Regions from separate parts of the Sus scrofa genome. Here region 1 is linked to region 2. Evidence: chromatin contacts called from public HiChIP or PLAC-seq data. All regions are on one chromosome and are shown on one strand. Each heading gives the region's core, a stretch centred on a gene start, on an enhancer-like site or on the middle of the called end of the contact. The rest is flanking DNA. Distances are from core to core; before and after follow the strand shown. Region 1 has its middle 45 kb from the start of BHLHE40. Region 2 overlaps ITPR1 (inositol 1,4,5-trisphosphate receptor type 1).

Evidence for each region. HiChIP or PLAC-seq counts read pairs in DNA pulled down with a chosen protein or histone mark.
Region 1: a contact with region 2 is called in an H3K27ac HiChIP or PLAC-seq map of alveolar macrophages. The contact joins two enhancer-like sites. A contact is called at or near these places in 3 of 47 Hi-C or Micro-C datasets (embryonic fibroblasts, fibroblasts and skeletal muscle) and 2 of 2 datasets of contacts at active chromatin or transcription factors (alveolar macrophages and skeletal muscle).

The regions. Positions count from the first base shown.
Region 1 is chr13:61,570,225-61,574,819 of Sscrofa11.1, forward strand. No RefSeq gene overlaps it. Among named protein-coding and RNA genes, the nearest start is that of BHLHE40, 45 kb to the left of the region's middle. Within about 2 kb of position 2,232, at least 66 of the 83 cell types and tissues checked have an H3K27ac peak or open chromatin away from gene starts, as enhancers often do. A contact at or near this core is called in alveolar macrophages, where this site is marked.
Region 2 is chr13:61,314,722-61,319,621 of Sscrofa11.1, forward strand. The region is part of intron 41 of ITPR1 (inositol 1,4,5-trisphosphate receptor type 1); the gene reads left to right. Among named protein-coding and RNA genes, the nearest start is that of BHLHE40, 210 kb to the right of the region's middle. Within about 2 kb of position 1,465, at least 2 of the 83 cell types and tissues checked have an H3K27ac peak or open chromatin away from gene starts, as enhancers often do. A contact at or near this core is called in alveolar macrophages, where this site is marked.

The DNA.
Region 1 (4,595 bases), core at 982-3,481, 260 kb after region 2:
AGCCTGTGTCATATGTTCATTCCTGTTTAAGGTTGAATAATAGTTCATTGTACCTGTATGCTACCGATTATCTAACTACTCAGGAGGGCTGTGATGATGAACTTAGATTCTGGGAAGAAAAGTGCTTAATTTTTTTTTTTTTCTTTTTTTTTTTTTAAGGGCCGTACCCATTGCATATGGCAATTCCAAGGTTAGGGATAGAATCGGAGCTGTAGCTGCCTGTCTACATCGTAGCCACAGCAATGGTGGATCTGAGCAAGTCTGCAACCTACACCACAGGTCATAGCAATGCCAGATCCTTCACCCACTAAGCAAGGCCAGGGATCAAACTCACATCCTGCAGGATACTAGTCAGGTTCATTACTGCTGAGCCACAATGGGAACTCTGGAAAGTGCTTTCTGAATTCTAAAATATCCTGCAGAATTGTTCTCACCTTGTTTACAGTATTTGCTTAGCAATGTTTTTTCCCCATGGGGATAAAAGTTACCCTACCCTAGCTTGCTTTAAAATTATAATACATTTTAGATGGAAATGGTCTGAATAAATATGCTTTTCTTGAGGTGTTTGTGTATAGTGCTTTCTCTCCACTCTCTCCAAAGCTGAGTGCAATTGTACTGAATGTCCACTCTGGATCCTCACACGAATTTATTAGTTACCAAGTATTAATCTACCAGCTATGGGACTCGGACAAATTACTTCACCAGTTTGTGCCTCAGTTTCCTCATTTGCAAAGCAGGGTCCAAAGTAATAGAACTGACTTCAGAGAGTTGTTGTACCAAGAGTGGTAATGACTAGTGGGTGCCTGATGTACAGTGGGTATTCAGTGTTAGCTGCATTTGTTATTATTATATAAGCCTTATTCCTTTTTTAGGATTATTTTTGTCCTGACCTTCTCAGTTATTATTCACACAGAATTAAAAATTAAATGCATGGTCTCCGCGCAGTAAAAAAATGCAGTCTTGGTTCCAGAGACTAAAGGTCATACCCACCATTTTAATTCATGGTTCCAGAGGCTGCTTGGTAATGGTTAAGATCTCTGGTTTAGGATTCAGTTCTGATTTTACCCCCTAATCGGTCTCAGATTTACTGGATATTCTGAGTTTTCTTCTCTAGAATGGGACAAGACCTACCTCTTAAGGTTGTGGGAAAGAATAAATGAGTTCACTTCTATGTCTGGTTGAACGTGTTCAACGCCCCACTATTATTATCAACCCCCACTCCCTTAGCCTGGCACAGTCTAGGTGCTCAATTAGCTTGCCAAAGCGAACTAAAACAAACTGCTTCACTGAGGGTAGCTTCAGCCAGAGAATCTTTTGAAGATAATCATTAGAAACTGCTCCTTGAAAGAAAAGAAAAAAAAAAAAAAAAAAAAAAGCAAAAACTTAAAGGACTGAAAAATCAGTTCTGCCTCATACAGGTTGTTTTAGGGCTCCTTTTTGGTCTTCCGATTTCACCCCCCTCCCGCCCCGCGCGCGCCTCCCCGCCCAGGGATGTTTCTAGACACTTGGTGAGAGTGCTTCGAGATCTTGATAATCCTGTAGAATAAGGAAGGTGGCCCTGCAGGGCGCCCCCAGGGGAAAATCCGGGAGGCGCAGCCCTGTCCCCCTGCGCGAGCATCCTAGAGCCAGTGGTTTCCTGAGTGGGCCGTGCTCCGGGTCACTTCTCGAGGGCGGGTTGGCTTCGCCAAGGCTACCAGGATGCTGTCGTCTCCATGACAACGGAGTGCGGGCGAGGAGAGGCAGCAAGCAAGTGGTGTCATCCTCCGAAACCAAAAGCCCCCGCCCCCACGCGGGCCGGCCCCAGGCCGCAGGCGGTGGAATTCTTCTGGGAAGGCGGCTGACGTCGCGGGCGGCCCTGGCCCCAGCCTTGGCAGCGCTGATGCAAGCGCAGCCCCGTGCCTGCAGGCAGGCAGCCCCGGGGGAGAGTTGGCGCTGCGCTCCGTCTTGTTCCCTTCCGGCCACCCCGCCTGGTTTTCCCTGTGCAGAGTCAACAGCTCCTGGGTGCTTTCTCACTGACAGGCCCAGTGGAGGGGGGGGGGGGGGGCGGGGAAATGCCCAAACCAGTTCTCCCCCTCTGCTCTTCCCAGACTTCTCAGGAAAATCCGAGCCTCCCAACCTGGCCACGTTTGGATCAATGGGAAGGGCTCTGGCGGCTCTCAACCGCTCCCCGGAGAGGGCCCAGGTTGCCTGAGATACCTGGTGCCAGATGATGCCAAGTAAACCGCCCGGATCACGAGGGAACCTTGTGTCTCTACACAGCAAGGCGGTAAAGGGCCTCCGGGGTGGAGATGGTGCAGCCAGAGCTGGTCTCCATCGCCCTCTGCTGGGCAGAAGATAAGGTTGCTCTAAAGTTCCCGCTGGGACCTCCCAAAGGGAGGGAGGTGGGTGGTGGAGTGGGGGCTGTAATATTAAGAGTTCACCCTCCTAAAAAAAAAGACAGACCAGGAAACCGAGGCTCAGAGAGGACAAGGGACCTGTCATTTGTTTTGCAGCTCCTTTAGGTCCAAGTCGGAACCAAAAGTCGAATTGACACCCTCATTGAACGATCTCTAGGTTTTGGGGGGTTTTTGGTTTGTTTTCCTCTTTCTAGGGCTGTACCTGTGGCATATGGAAGTTTCCGGACTAGGCAGCTGCCAGCCTGTGCCACAACCACTCAAGATCTGAGCCAAATCTGTGACCTACGTCATAGCTGGGGTCAACACGAAGCCAGGGGTCAAACCCAAAACCTCCTGGATACAAGTCGGGTTCCTAACCTGCTGGGCCATAAGGGGAACTCCCTCTAGGGTTGTTTTAAAGTGAGAAGTCATCCCACTCTTTATCATGGAGATGGCTCTTTACACGCCCCCACACTGTGAGGCCTTTCTCCATTGCTATATCACAACACATCACCAGTTCCAAGTGTGGTCCAGGACCCACCCTCTGTGTGTGGGGGTGGGGTGGGGGAATACCCAAACTCAAAACTATTTTTATAGCAAAACTAGGAGGGTATTTGCCTTTTTCACTATTTCTCTCTTATGTGTGCAGTGGAGTTTTCCAGAGTTCACATGACATATCATGCTCCAAAAGACTGAATGCAGAAGCAGGTATGAGTATCTAGACTTCTTCTATTAAGGCAGACATTTAAAGGGATTTGCAAGCATGTGAACCTATGTCACTCTTCTTATTAATTCTTTTAGTTTTAGAAAATAAGGCTAATGAAATTTTTTAAAAAGAATAAGGAAAGAAAAAATAGAAAATATGACCATTTTAATAAAATATGTTTTATATATAGGTAAGATTTATTTATTTTAATTTTTTTTTTTTTTTTTTTTTTCTTTTTTTAGGGCTGCTCCTGCAGCCTACAGAAGTTCCCAAGCTAGGGGTCTAATTGATGCTGCAGCTGCCGGCCTACACCACAGCTCACGGCAACACCAGATCCTTAACCCACTGAACAAGGCCAGGGATCAAACCTGAGTCCTCATGGGTACTAGTCAGGTTTGTTACCGCCGAGCCACAATGGGAATTTCCAAAGTTTATTATTTTAAGGTGAATTAACAATGTTTGTAAATATTACTAGTTTTCATTTCTGACATGGTAAATACTGATAGATAGAACCCACATAAACAAAGCTGGTTAGGATCCTCACCAGTCTTTAAGAGTGCAATTTGAGCCTGCGACCAAAAAGTCTGAGAATAGCTGCTCTGGGAAGTAGCCTCTTCCCAGTCACTGTTACGTCATTCTCTTTTATATACTTCACGGTCCTTTTCACTAAAGCAATTGCCTTGTTTTCATTATTGATCAATCAACTGGAGATCTCATTCAAATGCAGGTTTGGATTCTGCAAGTCTGGGGTGGGGCCCAGAGTATGCATTTCTAATCAAAAGTGCTACTGACACTGCTGGTCCAGGGACCACACTTCGAGAAGCACTTTTTTAGGGTTTGCTCTGTCTTTTTAGATGGTGCTTGCTGGGGACTTATCCTGTAAAAACAAATCAGGTGGCCATTCCATGTCAGCAGTGGGAGAGAAAGTTTACAAGTAGGATCCCCTCCTGTTTGCTCAGGGCTAAGGACCCTTGGAAGAAATTGTGAGTCATTTAACTTACAGATTGGGAGGGATAGAAAAATGGTGTCAGGGCTTAAGAGGAAATGGAGCTGCCTTTGAAAATATGCATTGAGCTTCAAACAGTAAACTGTAGAGCAATTCAATTAATGAGCATTAAATCAGATTACACCAGGGCCTACATTGCTGAAAGCTACCCATAAAACAGAAATTATGCTTCATCAGCTAGAATCATCTCCAACTCTCAAAGCACTTAGTAGATAGTTGAATAATGGGAATTTCAGTTGTCATGAAAAAAAAAAAAAAAAAAAAAAAAAAAAACCTTTACTGTGAGAAGGGGAAAGATTCTAAATATGCCAAATAGCATTTTTGCATTGGGGTGGAAAATTTGTTTAAAACCAAACTGCATGTAAGTGCTTCTGCAATCTAATTTGGGGTGGTAGTACAATTTACCTCAGTGGAAAAATTAATCTCTATTATAACTAGGTCTTTCCACTTACAGAAGGGAAGAAAGTAGACTGACGTAAAACCTCTACCAGTTGGGTTACACCACGAG
Region 2 (4,900 bases), core at 215-2,714:
CTGCCAGTCACTGCTGGCTCCCAGCAAGGGGCTCCCTGAGTCCCCCTAATTGATGTCTGGGCTGCCTTTCTTGGAGATGGAGTTTTCCCAGCACCTCTAGCATCATTCTTTTCCAGTCTCATGATTCAGGTTGGAGGCTCACTGAGAAGGCCTCTGTCCGTCTGTCACAGGTCCCAGGGTGCATTTGTGGGCGAGATTCATGGACCTCAGAGTGTAACCTGAACCACCAGAAGGTACTTCCATTGAGTCACAGAATCCATCCTAGAGGGTGCCATTGGAGGCCAGTGTGCACCTCCAGCAGCCCAGACATGCCCTTGAGATTGGTTTTCTTCTTCTCTAGTTGATGTCCGTGGACCGAGATTCTTAAATCTCCCTAGTGTTTTAACCAAAGACCTCCCTAAGGTTGAACCTAAGCCTCCTTTGCTGCACACTACCTCTTTGTGATAAGCCTCCTGTTGACTTGAGAGTAACCAGAAGGCCTTCTTGCTTGGAAAAAGATTCCCAAGGAGGTCTCTGCTTCTATCGTCTGTCGTCAGCCACTTCAGGCAAATGTGGGCTTGGGTTCTGTTTTCCATTCCAATGGTCATCATTTTTCTCTGGAGGCTCTTTCCACTGCCCCTCTTTGGCTGGGTGAGACAGATGGCTGTGTCAGTACACCTGACAAAAGATGCTGGCTTTCGGCCTCTGTACAGGAGTTTGAGAATGGACCCAGAGGAAACAGACAGACCCTTTACCTTCTTGTTCCTGGGTCTTCTAGAATGAAGGGTGACCTGCCTCTCTGAAAGCTGTGTGATTTTGCTGTTAGGCATTGCTGGGGATGGGCATGTTAGTGATGACAGTTTACCTACCCATAGAGACACTTTGTAAGATAGCACCTTGAACATTTTTTTTTTTTTTTTTTAGGAAGTGCAGTTTGTTGGTTGAGATGTCATTGTTCAGTATGTGCGAAGCTGTTAGTGTTCTGATCCACGTGGGGGAGGTGAGGGACCAAACTGCCTACCACATAGGACAGACTTTCCTGGCAAGTGCTGCTTCCCGCGGGCCCTGGGAGACAGGAAAGGAGAAGTGTTGAGCTCTCAGGTATCAGAAGAAAAGTGGTTCTCATGGCACAGGTTGCACTTTGCTGATTTCTAATGACAGAATTCATTCACCTTGAAAGCATCCTGAAGATCCACTGCTTCTGGAGTTCCCTAGTGGCCTAGTGGTCAAGGATTCAACATAGTCATTGCTGTGACTCAGGTTCAGTCCTTGGCCTGGGAACTTCTGTAGGCCAAAGGCACAATGGGAAAAATAAAATTAAAAAATCCACTGCTTTGGTCTTGACCTTGGAGCTTCAGACCGTTACCTGGAGCCCAGTGACCAGATTAACTTGAGGGAGGTTCTCCTTGTCCTCCAGCCCTAGCAGGGCAGAGTATTTGAAACACGTTGTTTATCTCTGAGTAATCATGAGATGGCTCTGCAGTTTGGCCAAGGGAGGATCTCTTTTCAGAAAACTGAAGTTGAAATGTGGATGCCTTTCCGACCCATGCTTGGTTCACCTCATCACTTCCTTCTTTTCTGTTTTAATGTTTGTATTATCTCTGGACTCTTTAAAGCTGGCACCATCCTTGGAGATGTTGGCAAACTGAGACTTCCAAAGGTTTACTGGTGGAAACCCATCAGATCTTGCTAAAAAATGTCCTTCTTTGAGTGAAAGATAATTTATACCAGGGGAGTATTGGTTTCTTAATGCCCACTTAATAAATTATCAGATTCTTTTCAAATATCATACTTTTCCTTAAGTCAGGAATGGGCAAGGGTGTTCCCGTCATGGCTCAGCAGTAATGAACCCAACTAGTATCCATGAGAATGTGGGTTCCATCCCTGGCCTCACTCAGTGGGTTAAGGATCTGGCATTGCCATAAGCTATGGTGTAGGTTGCAGACATGGCTCGGATCCCTAGTGGCTGTGGCTGTGATGTAGGCCAGCATCTGCAGCTCTGATTTGACCCCTAGCCTCGGAACTTTGATATACCGCCAAGTGTGGCCCTTAAAAAAAAAAGAGAGAGAGAATGGGAAAAAATGTTGGGGGGGAAAATGGTTCATTTGAAAGACCTGGGACTGTCCAGCAGGAGGGTTTGACACTGAAATTCTCTTCTGACTTTGGCTATATTAAACTTTGAGAAATGGGAGCAAAAATGTTTCTTTCTCTGCCTAATGGAATCTGAATGGCTTCTAGACCTAATAAAATACTAGCTGGATTTTTTTTTTTTGCTTCCTTCATTGTGATAGTTACTGAGAATTGCTCTTCAGTATGTTTTTTTGCTGTCAGTTTTCAGGCCATCTTGACCTACCAGTACCAGCTGGGATTGTTTATCTTTGCATGTTTTGGGGACACTGGACTTTGGTCATCACAGAACACCCAGTATCTTATGTGCTAAGGCCGTTCCGTTGAAAAGGGTATTGATAACTTGCACACCTTGCATTTGAATATTTTCCCGTAGTAACAGTGTTTTTCACGTAGTGTTTCATAACTACAACCTTGATGGCCCCATCCAGGTGATGCAGACAAGGCAGGTGATCAGAGTTTTTTTTTTTCAGATAAGGAGCACAGCATGCAAATGCAGTGAAGCAGATTGCCTAAGCTCCTGTGGCTGGTCAGCGAGGAGCAATGGCTAAAATTTAGGTTTCCAGACTTTGAATTCTTCAGGCTCCTGTGCCTAAACCATAATGTGTTTTATTACCTTGTTCATGGTTCGTGATCTTTGGGTTTTGATTGCCGTCAAAAGACTCAAGACCCACAATGGTCATTGTGTCACAGATATTTGGTTGCAGTCTGTAAGCCCCATCCATGGCACAGCCTCAGTTAGCAGACGGGTCCATGTTAACAAGTGCTTTAGACCTCACAGGAAAGTTGGGGTGTTCATATATGTTTCTACCACGGCTCTGCTTTACTGGGAGAAGAGTCTGTGTTTGTACAGCTTGAGAGCCGTGGGCTGGTGGTTGCAGGGAGTGGGTTATAAAAAGCCAAAAGGTGTTTGGAGCTTGACACACTTGCTCAGGTGAGAGGTGTTGAGCAAAGCAGGTGGTGCAGAGGCACAGGCTGAGGCATCAGACTAGCAGGGCTGGAGTCTTGGGCACCCCCACCACTTCCTAGTGCATGACTTGGCAAGTCGATTAACCTCTTTGAGCCTCAGTTTCCTCATCTGTAAATTGAGGCTAGTAATAGCCTCTCCCTCAGGGGGTAGTTACAAGGGTTTAGTGAGATACTGCGTACAAAGCAGTTAGGTGGTGCCTGGTGAATTGGAAGCGTTCAGTTACCATTCACTATAGTAGAACTGACAGATCAGGGGCCTCCAGGAGTGAATAACTCTCAGTCACAAGTATAGGAATAGCACACCCAAGGTAGAAAGCCCACCCCTGGTCTGGGTAGCCATTGCCGTCACTCTGTCACCCACGCAGCATTTGTTCCAGTCAGACAGGGATGGGTTGGTCTCTTTGCAGACGTTCTTTCAAGTCCCAGAGCCTCCAGGGCCGAGGCTGAGGACCCTGTGTGCCAGAGGCAGATGGAAAGAGGGAAATCAGACTCCAGGGAAGAATTTCCATCAGCTCCTGGAAGTGCAAGCATTTGTCACTGTTCATTAGTTACATTTTCACCATTCTTGAGTGTAGCCTGAGAACATAATTCATTCTTCAGCAGATAAGCAAACCCCTAGGAGTGACTGTTCTGGGCTCTGTCGGTCAGGGACATGTTTAAGAGGTGGTCACACAGAAAAACTCTTCCTCTGGATCTTCCAAAGGCCCAACATGAGAGTTTAGAGAAGGTGAACCCCTGCAAGGGGGAAAGTGCTTTCTTTGGGGAAGGATCAAAGTCTCGAAGCTGTTCCAGGAGCCCTGGGCAAGGCTCCTCACAGACTACTCATGCCCATGTGAGGCCTCGTCCTGGAACACCTACACCTCTGCTGCCTGCCACTGCCCCTTCCTTTGGCCCAGACGCCTGTGAAGGGCTCCTTCTGTCAGAATATGGACTCGCGTCCCTGCAGGAGCAGACTGGCTGGCTCCCTGTTTCAGGCTCAGAAGCCTAGCTTTGCCCTCCCCTCCCCCAAGTCTCTGAACTCCGAGGAAGCTGGCTTTTTGGTCAGGTGCTTTGCTTACCACCCTCAGGGTGTGTCCAGCACATGGCGAGGGCCGGGTCTCCCACTCTTCTCCCCAGACCCCAACCTGTACAGTGTGACTGGGGCTGTGAACTCTTGCCAAAGAATGGAGTGCCCCTGCCCCCACCCCTTCTGCACACTCGGGCCTGTTAGCTAGAGTAGCTGCCTGTTGTCTGCTGGTCCCTAACTTGGGGCCACCTTTGGTTTCAGAAGCTGGGCAGGCTTGTCATAAATCACATGAATCACGCTCTGTTCCTTGGCCAGGTCCTGGCTGGTCATGGAGGGTGGCTGCTAATAAAGGGACAGCTTATTATTTTCAAGAGTGATCTGAAATGGTGGTTACCTTATTATTAAAAAAACTTTTTTAATGGCTGCTCCTGAAGCATAGGGAAGTTCCAAGGCCAGTGGATGAATCTGAGCCACGGCTGTGACCTGTGCCACAGCTGCAACAACACCAGATCTTTTAACCCACTACACTGGGCCAGGGGTCAAACCCAAACCTCCACAAGACCTGAGCCGCAGCAGTTGGATGCTTAACCCATTGTGCTACAGGGGGAACTCCCCCTTATTATTTTAAAGCCCTCAGTTTCTTAGCCCCCTTGCCACTAGAGTAGCCCAAGGAAGACAACTATGTCCATTTGACTGTGATCAGAGAGCAGGGATGAAACTCAGGCTGTTGTGTCACCCAGCCACCACCAAGCATGGTCAAAAGGGACTGGCTTGAGCAGTCAGAAGACCTGGGCTCTGTGTGACCTTGACACATCCCTT